4 separate regions of the Mus musculus genome follow, and regions 2, 3 and 4 are each linked to region 1. The links are chromatin contacts, called in public HiChIP or PLAC-seq and Micro-C maps. All regions are on one chromosome and are shown on one strand. Each heading gives the region's core, a stretch centred on a gene start, on an enhancer-like site or on the middle of the called end of the contact. The rest is flanking DNA. Distances are from core to core; before and after follow the strand shown.

Region 1 (3,640 bases), core at 463-2,962:
AACAGCCCCATGGAGACTTCTGCCTCTGGATATGCTGGGCAAACCTTCCAGTCTAGGATGGTGCCTGATGGCTCTGCGGCCTGCACCTCAGGACACCCTCTTCCAGACTAGCTCCCTGCTGCACCACCTTTGGCTGGTAGCTGTCCTGGCTTTGCACAGTAGCGGGGGTGGGGGTGGGGGGTGGGGCAGCGATCACCGGCTTTAAGGGACACCGGCCTTAGAGCCCTGTTGCTGGACCCTGACCCGAGTCTATTTTATGCCGAAAGCACATGCCCTGATGAATTTTATCTAGGGTCCTTGAGGGTAAAATTAGGTCTTAAAGTCGGAGAAGTTGCAGTTCTCCGGACATTTACAGCGTCTCAGCACTGGCCGCCTTGCACGTTGTAAGCAAATTCAGTCACCTCACAGGGACTTTGAGACTAGAGAGGCATCTCCATCAAAGATTACACAGCCAGAGCTCACTGTATTTACCTCATCACCGCCTGTGAGATCAGCCTTATCGCCGGGTTTTAGGATTAGGAAAGGTCTTGGGAGATACCGGACTTGCTGTCACGCATTCAGTAACTCAAGACAGAGTCTCACACCCAACACCACTGTCTTCCGCTCAGACTCTGCCTCTTTCGAAGGTCGCCTCTGTGGAGCCTCCACATGGGGTGGCGCGCCATAAATGTTTGTGGGTCTAATTCCAGGAACTAGGCCCCCCGCCCCTGCGGTGTTTCTACAGTGGGGTGTGTCTAAAGCATGTTGGCTCGTTATTTCACTCATTCGTTCATTCACTCATTCGGCAGTTCTTGAATGCCTACTGTGTGTAGGCGCTGATGTAACCGCCAAAGCAGCCGCGGCGTGCGTTAGGGTCTCAAGTTCCCGGTCCACAGCTCATTCAGGATACGGGGAAACCGAGAAGGCTCCACTGTAAGGAAGTAGTTGGGACACATAGGAGCGGAAAAGCGGCTCCTCTAGAGTCGGAAGAAGCACCAGAAATGGATTCCGCAAAAGGGCTACTAGCAAGGAAGATGCAGACTCAGACTGCCGGGGTCAGCGGCAGGCAGAGTGGGATGGGGGCAAAGACAAGAAGAGGAAAATCGGATAGCAGAAAACCCGACCCCTCTAGAGATCCACAGTGCCAGTTTAGGGAAGTCAGTGCGCCGAGTCCCTAGTCCGGTGGATCCCACATCCACCTAAGACCCTTGGTGGCTGCCCACGTTTACTGGGGCGAGATGACCCAAGCCATGGGTGTGATCTGTTCACAACAGCATACTTGGCCGATCTAGGGATATTGATAGTGTCTCTCCTCCTCGAGTATCCTGGTGTAAGCTGTTTGAGTTCGGTTTTCCTTTGCGGGAGTTTTGGTGGAGTCTGGTCCCAGCGCGGAGGGCAGCCCAACAACGGAACAGGGGCTGGACCTGACTCCTGCGCCAAGCAGTGGTGACTTCGAGCCGTGGGCGCGCTCCTCCTGGCCCTGCAGCACCTGCACCGGAGCGGGATCGGGGCAGGCTCGGGAGGCGGAGGGGCGGACAGGGGCGGGCACCGGGGCAGGCTCGGCCCCTCCCTCCCCCTGCCGGCAGGTCGCAGCGGGGACGCCGCGGCGGGGCAGCCGGGAGGGGCCGCGCCGCCCCAGAGAGTCATTGGCGGACCCGGTGGCCCGAAGCTGATAAATAAGGGCCAAGCCCGAGGCTGCTGGCCAAGTTGGACGTCGCGACCTGAGCGAGGGCCAGGTCAGCGCCGGCCCCACGAGGCGAAGCCAAGTGACCCGCGTTCGGCCATGGCCTCGCTGCTGGGCGCCTATCCGTGGACCGAGGGACTGGAGTGTCCCGCCCTGGAAGCCGAGCTGTCGGATGGGCTGTCGCCGCCCGCCGTCCCCCGACCTTCAGGGGACAAGAGTTCGGAAAGCCGGATCCGGCGGCCCATGAATGCCTTCATGGTGTGGGCCAAGGATGAGAGGAAACGTCTGGCAGTGCAGAACCCGGACCTGCACAACGCGGAGCTCAGCAAGATGCTGGGTAAGTGCGCGGGGCACGAAGCTGTTGCGAGGATGGCGCGGGTGACAACGCTGTTCGGAAAGGTGGGGAGTGGGGGTGGGATTTGAACACAGACACCACCAGGGCCTGAGCGGGCCACGGTGAAACCGGTGAAACCAGTGAAACTTTAGGAACAGCACGGGGCTCCGGACTGGTCCCTACTCTGGGTCGCGGAGCTGAGACTCCGGTCTCAGGAGCAGGAGCGACCCGCGGCCTGTCCCGGGGACTGGAACTAGGGCTTAAGGACTCAGAGGGGCAGATACGTTTAGTCTGGGTGGAATCGGCGGAACCGGCGTTTGCTGGAAGACTGAGGAGACTCCACTCCTCACGTTGTAGACTGGGAAAATCAGAAAGAGATATTGTCACAGAGAAAAAGATAACGAACGTACGTCAGTTGAGGCCTCACTGAGAAACGTCTCTATTTTTAACTATTTAACAGAAAGAAAAAGAAAATCAGCAACAAAAGATGTCCACCCGAATAGGCTGGGTTCGCTCATCTATTTATCGAAGAAGTGTAAATAACTTGAAAAGAAATTTTGAGCAGCCAGAGAGGGTCTTTGAATCCCATCGCTTCTTGCTTATAGCTATGGTGCTGTCCGCAGATAATCCTGACTGGAACCAGACAGGCCAGAGAATTGGGGATGAAAATGCTAAAACGGTTCCAAGGAACCCGTTCTTGTTGGATTTTCTATTCTCTCCAGTACTCAGAGCAGGGGTGGGTGGGTTAATATATGCATTACACACACACACACACACACACACACACACACACACACACACACTTATACACACACGTATTAATTAAATGTGTTTGTGTTAGTGAGTGTATGCGTGCACACTCGTGCCACCATGAGTGTGTGGGGGGCAGTCAGAAGACATCTGGGAGGTGGGGAGTAAGTTCTTTCTTGCCATCATGTGGGTTCTAGGAATTAGACATTCACATCTTCAGGCTTCGTGGCAAAAAATGCCTTAACCCACTGAATTAGTCTCAAAGCCAAAAAACTTTCAACCTTACCTTACTTCAAATCTCTTTACCCTTCAACGTGGTTCTTATTTATTTTAACCAGTAAGATCCCTTCAAAATATTTTGTTTGCAGAGGGCACCAAGGCCTGCCAGGAGAGGCATACAGGCCACTGGACCCCACCCCGCTGGGATGGAAGCCCTTCCCTTTTCCGTAGGAGCCTGGGCTCTTTCCTCTTTCAGAGTCACAGATCGAGGGCTGGCTTTCTGCTGGTAATAGGCCTGAGCCTAGAGAGATGGCCCAGCTCTCTGGCTGTCTGGAGGCTCCAAAAAGCACTTGGTGAGAGTTGTGGGGTTCCAAACACCTCTTATCCAAATCTTTGGCCAACTCCACCCAGTGTGTATTGGTGATCATTGCCGTTGGGCCTCCTTCCTCCGAACAAAATAATAAGCCTGTACATTCCCCATTCTATTAGCATAACAAGAAATAGACTAATATCTACAACCATTTTTTTTATCTGAAAGCTTATATTGTTTTCTTTTTTAATGAATTTTATGAATCTCTCTGTGGTTCAGTCCCAGTTGGGGAGAGAATGTTTTTTATTTTTTACCAGGTTTCTGAGGAAGGCCCTGGTGGAGATAAAAGGGTGGGGAACCTGGA
Region 2 (3,640 bases), core at 811-3,310, 820 kb before region 1:
TGAGCTATGGCATGAGTATTAGAGGACAACTTTTTTGGAATGTGTTCTCTCCTTCTACTGTGGTTTCCAGGGATCAAAGTGGTATAGGTCATTGGGCTGTGTAGGAAGCACTTTTGCCAGCTGAGCCATCAAACTGATGCTGCGGTCTTGAACTTTGACCTTTCTGCTTCCATCTCATAGTGAGAACCACGATGCCAGGTTTATGGAGGGCTAGGGATGGAACCCAGAACTCTAAGCATACAAGTCAGGATAACTCTACCAGTTGAACTATATTCACAGCCCTGTATGTTGGTCATTTGAGACAGGGTCTCCTGTAGCCCAGGTTGGATTTGAATGTGCTGTGTAGCTCAGATTGACCCTATAGCCCCCAAATTTCCCAAGTGTTAGGACTACGGGTTTATCTCACATGTGACTGCTTATCATTGTTTCGCTTCAGAAGCCTCTCCTTTATTAACACACTGTGATAATGCATGTGTAGCCCTCAGCTCATCTGAGGCGCTATAAAGGAAGGATTTACTACGGTCTATGTGTCCAGGGGGAAGATGATCTATGAAACACTGATGTGCAGGCTGGACTCTGCAGCTGTCTGGACAGGCTGGGGTGAGCAGGCAGTGATATGGGAATATTCTAACATTTTAAAATGAAGCCTTTTTCAGCACCACTGAAGTCAGCCCAAGCCAGGTACTTCTGGGTTCTTGTCTCTCAGTTTTGAGGAAGGAAATTCATGGACCACAGAAGGTGAGTTTTAGGAAGGTGGGAAGGACTGTAGGGAGCTGAAGGGAGAGAAAGAAGGCAAAGGTCTTGAGCAGCCCGTGGGGTCCCTGGAGGGAGTCGGATCCCATCCTGGAGCCCCCCAAAGCCTGGGGGTTAATAGGACTGTAGCCTTTAGTGGGATGGAGGCAGGAAGAAGGTTGAGCTAGCTGGTCAGTCCAGTTTTCATTCCAGGTGTTGAAGTCATTTCAGTTTGGGTCACAGCCTCAGTATGGCTTCCAGGAAAGGTCACTCCTTTGTGGAAAAGACTTGAAGACCCCCTTCCTGGCAGCCAGAGACACTTTTGGCTTAGACACTTAAACATCTCTAGCTCCTGCCAAGGGCCAGGCTCTGGGCATGTCAGAGGACATTTTGGGCTTTTAGCCAAGAAAGGCTGCTCATTTTTGTTTGGACTTTTTACCCTAAAATAAGCAGCCAGTTTCTACCTGTTGTCAGCAGCTGGGACAGCTGGCCTTGGACAGATGGCCATGGACCTGCCTTTCCGCAAGTTTTCTGAGTTCTTCCTGTATTCCACTTAACTGGGGTTCAGTAACTACACTTCCACTCCTGTCCTTAACTGGGAGCCTACCAATAGAACCTTGGAATCCACTAGATCCAAACCTTTCTTATCGTCACAAGCCTGGCTACAAGATACCATGCTGACATGAGGCCATTCCTATATTACAGGATAGACCTAAGGATTGGAGAGATCTGAGGGTGCTCGACCCTGGGGTGGGGGTGGGGGTATGCTATGACCTGTCAGATCAACTAGGTCAGCCAGCTTCTCACTGGCTAGCTTACCACACAAGATGGGGGGAGGTTCATATGGCCTGGCAGGAGTTCTGAATTTCATAACATGCCTTGGACAAAATTCATGGGGTTTTGGTTTCTCTCTTTCTTTTTAAACTAGGGATCGAACCCAGGGCCTTGGGCTTGGTAAGTAAGAGCTCTACTTCTGGGCTACAATCCCAGCCCAGTTCTAGTTTTTGGTTGCTTCCCTTGGTTTGAGTATTTCTACGCCATTATAGTCTGAGCTTCAGAATATAAGGCCAGGAGGCTCCTCCAGACATTTCCAGGTCCCCGAGCCAGCGGGGCCTTCCCGAGGAATGCATGTCACGAAGATGTTGTATCTTCCCAGTGCAGGGTACCTGCAGAGGTCCCTGGAGAGCATCTCTGTGCGAAATGGAAAGAGAGCAGACAAACCACCAGTTTCTTTTGGGTTTAACACAGCTTGCAGAGTCCCGGGATGAAGGGGGAGGGGCCGGCAGGGGCGGGGGCGCGGTCAAGCATCACGTGACGAATCAGCCCCCAGCGGAGGGCGGAGCTGCGCGGGTACTTAGGAGTGCACGGGAGAGGCCAGGAGCGGCTCCGTTTGGCTTGGTGGCTGCAGGCCCAGGCTGTCGCGCTGCGCTCGGTGAGTTTGCCCGGGGCACAGTGGCTCCATGGCGGAAGTCACTTTGGCTGGGGTCGGGGGAGCGGGCTGAGCAGCGGTGGTGGAGACAGGCCCTTCACTTGCCCAGGGCGCAGGCGCGGTTCCTCCGCGGCCCTAGATGCTGCTCGCCCTGGCGGATCGCGGTCTTAGGCTCCCGCAGGCTAGACCGGCAGAGCTCCAGCTTTCACGCTTTAGGGCCGAGCCTGGTGACCCCGCGGTGATCGGCTTCTTTCCAGTGGCCTTGGCGCACTTCAAGGGCGGAGGTGGGGACTTCGGGGAGCTCCGAGGGAGGAGCTTAAAGGGAAGGGTTCAGCTCTGGCCCTTCCAGCTCGCAGATTGCAAGTCTCAGGGGTGCTCAGGGCGAGTATCGACCTGCATCTAGTGCAGGTTTGTGGCTTATTCTAAAGAATCTGCCCCGGGAACTTTTCCACACACAAACCCACGCAGTGCCTGGCACCCTAAAAGACCTGTTCTATTGAGAATGGGAACCTGGTAGTGGGTGGCTGGGGTGGAACCTGCACGAAGAGTTAAACCGAGAAACAGGAAGAGAAGCAGAGCTAAAGGATAGGGGCTCTCCCAGAACCTTTCTCTGGAGGGGAATGGCCAATGTGATGGAGGAAAGGTACTTGCAGGACAGCCTCCTTCAGTCAGGGCCCTGCTAGCCGGGAGAGATAGCATCCTCTCCCAGAGTGCTGGGCGTGCGGACCAAGAGATAGGTAAATTGGACTTGGTCCCCTAGGGCCCAAGAGTAAAGGACTAAAACCCATCCGCACCTTACCTCCACCTAACCAGATCCCCTCACGTGTTTGGGAAGGGAGATAAATTGTGGGATTGAAAGGGAAGTTTAACTCCTTTTAGTGTCTCGGGAAGACTGATCTCCAGGTGCTTCCTGTGAGGGACTGCTGTGGAGGTATGGTCTGCAGTCCCCGGATTCAGAGTAGCATTTGCAAAATGTTGGTGAAGGTGTCATCTTTGTTCGAAGCCGTTCAGGGGACAGTTGTTTCCCATAGGCTCTGGCCATGGTGACCTAAAACTCCAGAGTCCCCAGAGCCATACCAGAGCAAGGCAATCACGGCACTTGGAAGGCTGAGGCAGGAGAATCGCTGTGCATTGGAAACCAGCCTGGGCTATGTAATGGATTCCACAACAGTGGGACTACAGAGGGAAACGGTTTCATTTCTTAATCCCTCCTTCCTTCCTTAAAAAAAAAAAAAACTCATGCTTAAAAGAAGGTGGAGGAAAATGACCTCTGCTCCTTTAAAGCCACGTGACCCAGGCCTACGGGACTGCTAGTGGGGTGGGGCGAGCCGGGCCCACGCCTGTGCTTCACCAGCCCAGGTGCCAGCAGAGATTTCCAGCATTCCCCTTGACGTTGGCCTAAATGTTTTCAGACTAGTCAGGCAGTGGAGGGTTGGCGCTCTTGGCTCCAGGTTGAAACTGTTCCCTGGAGGTGCTGGC
Region 3 (3,640 bases), core at 673-3,172, 700 kb before region 1:
CTGTCGGCTTAGTGGTTGGACATTTCCTCCTAGCAAATTTGGCTGGAGGATGGATACAAGAAACTTGACCTAAGATCACCAACTTTTCCCTTTAAAAAGAAAGGCATAAAGTTTTAAACTTTCTGGAAATCTCTGGACTCCGATAAGCAACTATGCAGATTTACATTGATTAAAAAAAAAATCCACCATTCAATTTTTAAGTCAAGTAGTTGTCCTAATTAATTACACTTTCTATAATGTCAACTCAGGAAGTTATTTTTTTAAGGTAATACACGTTTTCTTTTCTTGACTAACAGCAGTTAAAAGAAGAGATTTAGAATTCTGTAATCTAACTTACAGTATACGTGTGGTGTTAATGTGCAAGCCTGAAAAACTGCAAGCACTAAATCCGTTTGGGATCGCAGGCTTGTGGGCAGAAGCTCTCTGAAGTTTCAAATGAGTGATGCTTTAACCTGATGTTGAATTTCTAGAACAATAGAAGGTGGAGAAGATATCCCTCTTTTCTGGAAAGGCCAGAAACCATTCTCCTGGGTGGATTCTTGCCTATCTATGATCTGGGGCCCAGTAACCTCCATCTTTTCACTTAAGTCTAGTCCGGCCTGGCCTAGACTTTTCTCTCTCTTTCAAATCACCCTACAACGTTCATCCCAAGTTCCCCAACAGAAAGAAAATTATTTCTCTTTTCAGGATTTAGTCCACAGCTTTTCTGGAACCTGTTTTTGAGAGTCAGAAAATACACCGCGCTGGAATGTGTCTTTTTACAGGTCTTTCCTTTAGGCTCCCGCGGGTCTCTCCGGTCCCCGCCACACTGAGAATGGTCACTAACCAACTTATACACTAACCCTCCGTAATCTCCCCAGGTAACCTTTCTTTCTTCTAATGTCCGAAGCGTCCTTCCTGGCTGCCTTCCTTTTCCAAAGGTACAGGAAATAAATTCCCGAGGTGCTTCCCAGCAGCGCGGCCTTATTTCCCCGGATCCTTTACTGCCTCGGGTCCCTCACTATCCTCTTCCTTTCAACCGAAAAGCCCCTCTTTCCTTCCACCTGGTGAAAGTTCATCACCCAGACATCTCTTCCCCAAGAGTAACAACTGCCAACTCTCCCGGGTCACATCCAAGCGATAGAATACGTGAATCAGGGGAGCTTGAGCCGACTACCCAAGACTATCCCTGATTTCCGCCGGGGTTTTGGCCCTGGGTCGCTTTCTCCCCGAAAGCGGTGTATGTGGGTAGTATTCAGCAGTGCATAACACACACAATTCCTGAGCCCTAGAGGAGTTTGAGGAGGTTGGACAGAAAGCAGAAGAGATCCGCAAGTTTCCGAGCCTATCTCCAAGGGCCTCCAGCCCTCCCCCAGGTCCCAGGGCTGCCTGCCACTGCCACTCTGCACTCCCTGCGTGGCAGGCTGGAGACACTATCCTATCTGCACCCCAAAGTGTGGGCTATGCGGCCTGTCCAGGGTCAGTCGGTCAGAGAGATTACACGGGCCCTGGCCAGTGGGATGGAAGGCAGAGTTGGAGAATCTGCAAACAGGACGGATTAAAAGGATTCATGTTCCCTCCCAAACAATCCAAACGCACCTCTCCAGCACCCATCAGTTTTTGCTGCTAATCAGTCTCACTTGATTTAATAGTCCTCGCTAGGCCAAAGTCAAAAGCGGAGCAGTTTTTAGCCAATCTGGGGGCACTGGAGTGACCGGCGTCTCCTTTCCCAGCTACCTACCTCCCTATTCCAGGCAAACTAGGGCGGCGGACTTGTGAGTTTCTCCTGCCCCGGAAAAGAGCAGGGACTCGGGGAACCCTACCTGGCCAGCTCCAGTTTCCCAGAAAACCGGCGCGATCTCCGTGAGTCCGCGGAGCTGCAACTGCGGCTGAGCCTCGGGCGGCCACTCTGCGGGCCTCCGGCTTGTCCCCTGCTCCCGGCGCGGTTCCCCGGGCCCCCGCGTAGCGATCGCCTGCGCTGACTGGCCTAAGGGAGTCACGTGCAAGGGCGGGGGCGGGGGAGCCCGGACCCGGCAGCACCTCCGCCCGGCGCCCGCCCGCAGGACTCTTCCCAAAGCTCCCCCAACAGGCAAAGTCCATGCGCGCGGAACTCTCGGGGAAGGAAAGCACTCAGTGCCGGGCGCTCCGTTCTGCCCTCAGTGCAGCCCGACGTCCTTGCGGTTTGCTGCTCTGCCAAGGATCGTGTTTATTCTCCTTCTCTTTCCTCCCTACTCTCAGTGGTCCACGTCCAGCGCCCTGTTCAAGGGGCGGGGCTGGTAGAGGAGAAGGTGACCTCGCACACTGGGCTCATGGTCGCCGGTGGGGCACTGGGTCACCCGGGATGCCTTGCTAGCCTCAGATCTACGGGGCCCTTGAAGTGAGCTCGGGAGAGGGTCAGGAGGCACTAAAACCTGAACTGGCCCTTAAGGTCAGTGCCTAGAGACGCAAGCGCTCTTTTCTCCTTCCCACGAGCCGGTGGAGACTGCAAGGCGCCGAGAACCTCCACCAGCCCAGGAGTTTATGTATTTATACAAAACGCGCACCCCTCGCCGCCGACACTTCTTCCCACTCCTGCGGTCTCCCGTCCCTTCTCATCACTCCCTGTAGCCCTCACCGACTGGGGTCCAATCAAAAGGATGAAGTGGGGGTGGGGAGCCTGGTCTCTAACCTTAGAGCCCATTCAAGGACTGTAGTTCCTTCCCTAGGGTGGGGGTAGGGAGGGTGCCAGACCTTAGTTTGGAGTCGGCGTCAGTGCCTGTAGGCCCTGGCGCAGTGGAGCTGTGAGGGGAGAGTCCCTCAGACAGGTCTAAAGGTTAATAGAGCAATCACAGGGCCCTATTACCGCGTAAAAATAACCCATCGATTACCACAGCCTTCAGCTGCAGATAACAGCTCTCTGGTGGCTCTCGCGCTTTGGGCTAAACTTTTTTTTTTCTTCTTTTAAGCCCTCATTTCTCTCCCCGGCACCGGTTTCCAATACAAGATTAGAGGGGTCAGGAGAGGGCTGGAATACCACCTGGTAAGAACCCTGTGCAGCCCGAGAAGGCTCGGGATGGCACCGGCTCCCGCAGTTCGAGGACTGACTGCAGATTGCTATTGCTATTGCCCCGCCAGTGCAAAAGCAACCCAGGCGCTAGGAACAGGCTGGGACGCCGAGCCAATTGAAAGGGAAAACCCGTGGGACTTTGGCCAACCCGTGGGGATCTCAGGAAAATCCCAGAGGAAGGACTGAGCACGGCTGCGCCGGGGGAATTCTCTTTTCCAAACCGAAGGGGCCCGAGGTCCAGAGCGGCTCTAGAGGAGAGAAAACTGAGGCCCGTCAGGGGTGCTGAGCTGCCCGCACTCTGGCTTGATTTACCGAAGTAGCCCCGGGTGCCGCCAGTTTGAGCCCTTGGGCGCCCCGGAAGCTGGGGCCCCATGATTAGGGTCCCTTCTCCAGCCCCCCCCCCCAATCCTAAACAATGCCAGTCAGAATCAGGGCCTGCAGGTTCGAGATCTGGTAAAGTTTTAGGGATGGTATTCTGAGGATTTCAGAGGCCATCGCTGAGCATCAAGGAACCCTCCCACAACATCTCCTCTGAGACTCTCGGATGAATGCAGAGAATGGCGTGGCCCTTGCTTTATTTTACAAGAAACCCTCAACTACCTGGTGAGCAGAAGA
Region 4 (3,640 bases), core at 553-3,052, 680 kb before region 1:
ATTTTGCCTGCAGAGTGAGAGGACCTCTGGAAATTGCTAAGAGATGTTTCCAGTGTCAGAAAAGAAAGGCACCTGGCACTTAGTTTATCCTGAAGTGCTTTTGTTCTCTGAAGGTCTGGCTAGAATTCTCTGGGTTTCTTACCAAGGTCTTTCTTTCTGAACATCCCTGGCCTCTTGGCCATGGCTGAAAGTCTGACTTCCTTTAACCCCCAATGCACCCTCCTCCTCTTCTCAGGCTGGAATAATCAACTTGTCTTCCCAGCTAGCCCAGCACCTGGCTCAGAAATCCCAAACCTTTCTGCCAGCGAAGGGAGTGTGAGTGGGGAGGAAGCGTTGCAGAACAGAGAGCTTTCAGTTTCAGAAATTCAAGGCTGCAGTAGAGATTTTAGACTGCCTGGAGGGTGGTGAAGCTCCCCACAGGAGGAAGGGAGGCACTCTATAGAAATCGTGGCTTCAGGCAGCAACCTCCCCAGGCAGGAAGTATCCCCGCAGCTGTTGTACAGTCTGACCATACATATTGAGTTAGGAGCCTATACAGCCTTTACCTTGAAAACAGCCATAAAGATCTTGGGGAGGCAGACCCACTCAAGATCTGATCAGCCCTCCCCATTTCTTTCAAAAAATTGTTTGCTTGTTTGTTTTTAATTTGAAAGAAACACATTCACTTTATAGCTCATTTGAAAAGACAGAATGGATAACAACAAAAAAACCCGGACGCTTAACTACACCTATGAAAAGAACCATGAAGAACATAACCGCTTTATTTTGTCTTCTCAGGGGAGTTTTATTTCCTAAAGAGTGGCTCTCAATCCTTGTTAATTTAAAAGTTGGACTCAGTGCTAAGCACATTGTTAGCACAAAGGAGGCTCGGAATATCACGGCTAGCAAACAATCAGAAAAACCTTAAAAACATAAAAAATAAAAGGCTACTTTGAGACTTTGCTATCTCATTAAATATGTCAAGAAAGCATAACAATAGTAAATCCTAGCTGTTTACTAGGTTGCTACCAATTTTTGTTACACTAACCACACTTCTGAAGTGTAATTGTCAAGTCCTCAGATTTGGTTATAGATGCATTTTCTTATAGGAGCCTCAGCAATTCCTTTGGGTACATTTCTTTCTGTGGAAACAGCGAAGCAAAGAGTCACAGGGATTTGCATGGAGACTGACCCAAAAGACCACAGCCACAGCTCCTGGTCTGCCTCTGACAGGGCTCAATTCCCAATTTTGGATAAGACAGTTAAAGATAATGCTCGTGGACTTAGGATATTGTCTGCTTCTTATTGAACATATTTGATATCTGAAGAATTTGTAAGTCATAAGTTTAGAGAGGAAAAAAACAGAGAGAAAGAAAAAAATCAACGAGGCTATTAATGTCTAGCTGAAGGCTTTTTACCATGTCACCGTGTTAACTATTGACTATTTTGGGGACCCAGAGGCTTGTCTGCAGACCGGTTTAGGAGGACTTTAAAACACAGGAAACTGAAACACAGTCTTTTTTTTTTTTTTAAAGGTAATTTGCCTAAGATAACCAGTCAGTAAAGTGGTAGAAAAGCTTCCAGAATGTTCTTTGTTGTCTATACATTGGGTTTTTTTTTTTTTTTTTTTGTAATCTCAGACTACTTCTAGAGATCAATTTTATCTTTGCAAAAGGTGGCAAGCTCAGCTACTGAGCACATGCATGCATCTTATTTCTAGAATATGCTACAAAAATAACCTCTCTGAGGTCACCTAGCCTGTCACTGAGCTATATTGGATCTAGAATCCAGCCTCTGGACATTGTTTGGCTACTGCCTGGGGCTTTCTCTGACCAGGCAACATGCATCCCCTGTGGGCAACTAAGGAAAAGCAGCTTGGCCAAGGCCCTTCCCACTTTCAGGTTTCAAGGGGGGGAAGTGCCATCAATTCTGGAATCCCCACTTCCAGGACTGGAGAGGAGAAGCAAGGATGCTTACGTGGGAGAATTAGTAACCTCTGGCTCTTGGAGGAGCCAGGCACACAGAACCACAGCAGTAGACGAGGGTTGGCTCTCTGAACTTAGGCAAGAGCAAGCCTAGATTATGGCGCAGCTGAGGACCTTGGACTGCTACACCACTTTCTGGAAGGGGAACCCCAGGAAGCTGCTCTCGTAGCTGGTGGAGGGCAGAGTCAGCGGCCTGCTCACTAGCATTCTGGGGAGGGGATTCTTGAATTGAATGGAAGGCTGGACCTGATAACCTCTGGAGCCCTTCCCACTCCCCGTGGCTCCGATTTGTGTGCCTTGGGGGAAGAGAAGCGGTCAGTCATAGGACTACAATAGTTGATTTAGGGTCCCGCCCCAGTTGTCAGCATAACCCTCATCTTGGGCAAATAATTTAACCTGTCAGTACAAGGCACAAGGCTTGGCGTGGAGTGAAGCTTTGCAAATGTTTGCTGAATGAATGAATGAACGAAAGAATGAATGACTGGACGGATTCCCATCTCTGCCGCCCTAAGGGACATTGGGTGAAAAATGGAATCTTTCACACCTAAAGTAAGAGCATATACACCTCTTTAAAAGAAAAACCACCCCTCCAACTCAAAGGGGTATAGCAACGGGTGAAAATATAATTTATCAGCCCGAGGGGACACAGATTTCCTGGTGAGTTTTTGAGTTTCATTCGTTCCTCTCTCCTCAGAGGCACAACTCAGGCTGCAGTAGGATGAGGCAGCATAATCTTTTCCTCCTCCCCCACCCCGGATAAATGCTAAATACTGAGGGCTAATGGATTGTTCTTGGTGCGGACCAGATTAGATAGCAGCCCTTCCTTTATCAACAGTAGAGGTAAACCCCCTGCAGTAGTGGTGACGGGAGTGGTGGTGGTCGAACACAAGGGAACCAGGAAGGCACAAAAAAAAAAAAAAAAACCAAAAAAAAAAAAACAAAAACAAACAAACAAACAAACAAACAAAAAAACCCAAAGAGATTGCTAAGAGAGTGCAGAACACCAAGGCCCATTCACTTGGGCTCCCAGAACAGCCCCTAAACCCCAAGTCTCTCCCACTCCCCACCCGGCCCCCAGTAGTTCCTGGTCTGGTGGGTTGGTGCTGTCTGTGGGACTTCAGGAGTAAGTCTAAATACAAGAACTCTTCAATTCTGCTTGTCAATGTTAAGGGTCTAGAAACACTTTGAGACATCGCCCCCTCCAATAACCCTTCATGTTTTGCCTGAACAGTGTTTAAGAATTCCAGAGTCGGGTTCAACTTCCTTCCGTTTTGCTGTTTCAGATCATGAGAGAGCAGAGTACAGTGTTCTGAGTTCATGCTTGGCTCCCCTTCTGATTTCCCTACGTCAAATTTCAACCCGCCAGCAGCCTTTCTACCTTCCTTTCTTTCTGGTTTTTGTTTGTTTTGGAGTTGGGGTGGTCTTTAATCTGTAACCCAGACTGGCTGGCCTCAAATCCTGGTGCCCCTGTGGCCTCAGCCTCCTCAGGGCTGGGATTAAAGGAGGGAGGCGCCGAGCTTGGCTAATGATCTTGGTTATATAAAAATTTGTTATAGATTTCTCTTAAGAGTTAATGATTTTTTGTTGTTGTTTGATTGATTCTTAAGAGAAAATGTTTTCCGTTTCTCAGCTTAGAGGCTAATGTTTCTGCCTCCAGTCACTTTCTGAGAGCACAA

Evidence for each region. A called contact is a pair of places that touch in the nucleus more often than the background predicts. HiChIP or PLAC-seq counts read pairs in DNA pulled down with a chosen protein or histone mark.
Region 2: a contact with region 1 is called in a Micro-C map of embryonic stem cells, with 5 times the contacts expected there. The contact joins the promoter of Ctsb here to the promoter of Sox7 in region 1. A contact is called at or near these places in 1 of 484 Hi-C or Micro-C datasets (embryonic stem cells) and 1 of 115 datasets of contacts at active chromatin or transcription factors (extraembryonic endoderm stem cells).
Region 3: a Micro-C map of embryonic stem cells shows a contact between it and region 1, with 6 times the contacts expected there. The contact joins the promoter of Gata4 here to the promoter of Sox7 in region 1. A contact is called at or near these places in 2 of 39 promoter capture datasets (cranial neural crest and embryonic stem cells), 14 of 484 Hi-C or Micro-C datasets (embryonic stem cells, germline stem cells, liver and 1 more) and 4 of 115 datasets of contacts at active chromatin or transcription factors (embryonic stem cells and extraembryonic endoderm stem cells).
Region 4: an H3K27ac HiChIP or PLAC-seq map of extraembryonic endoderm stem cells shows a contact between it and region 1, with 3 times the contacts expected there. The contact joins the enhancer-like site here to the promoter of Sox7 in region 1. A contact is called at or near these places in 10 of 39 promoter capture datasets (cranial neural crest, embryonic stem cells, frontonasal cranial neural crest and 4 more), 6 of 484 Hi-C or Micro-C datasets (cranial neural crest and embryonic stem cells) and 2 of 115 datasets of contacts at active chromatin or transcription factors (embryonic stem cells and extraembryonic endoderm stem cells).

The regions. Positions count from the first base shown.
Region 1 is chr14:63,941,994-63,945,633 of GRCm38.p6, forward strand. Sox7 (SRY (sex determining region Y)-box 7) reads left to right here and starts at 1,713. Exons shown (of 2, transcript NM_011446.1): 1 at 1,713-2,000. The coding sequence starts at 1,763.
Region 2 is chr14:63,120,402-63,124,041 of GRCm38.p6, forward strand. Ctsb (cathepsin B) reads left to right here and starts at 2,061. Exons shown (of 10, transcript NM_007798.3): 1 at 2,061-2,164.
Region 3 is chr14:63,243,349-63,246,988 of GRCm38.p6, forward strand. Gata4 (GATA binding protein 4) reads right to left here and starts at 1,923. Exons shown (of 7, transcript NM_008092.4): 1 at 1,803-1,923.
Region 4 is chr14:63,262,664-63,266,303 of GRCm38.p6, forward strand. It overlaps a transcript of Gata4 not described here. Among named protein-coding and RNA genes, the nearest start is that of Gata4, 19 kb to the left of the region's middle. Within about 2 kb of position 1,803, at least 18 of the 459 cell types and tissues checked have an H3K27ac peak or open chromatin away from gene starts, as enhancers often do. A contact at or near this core is called in extraembryonic endoderm stem cells, where this site is marked.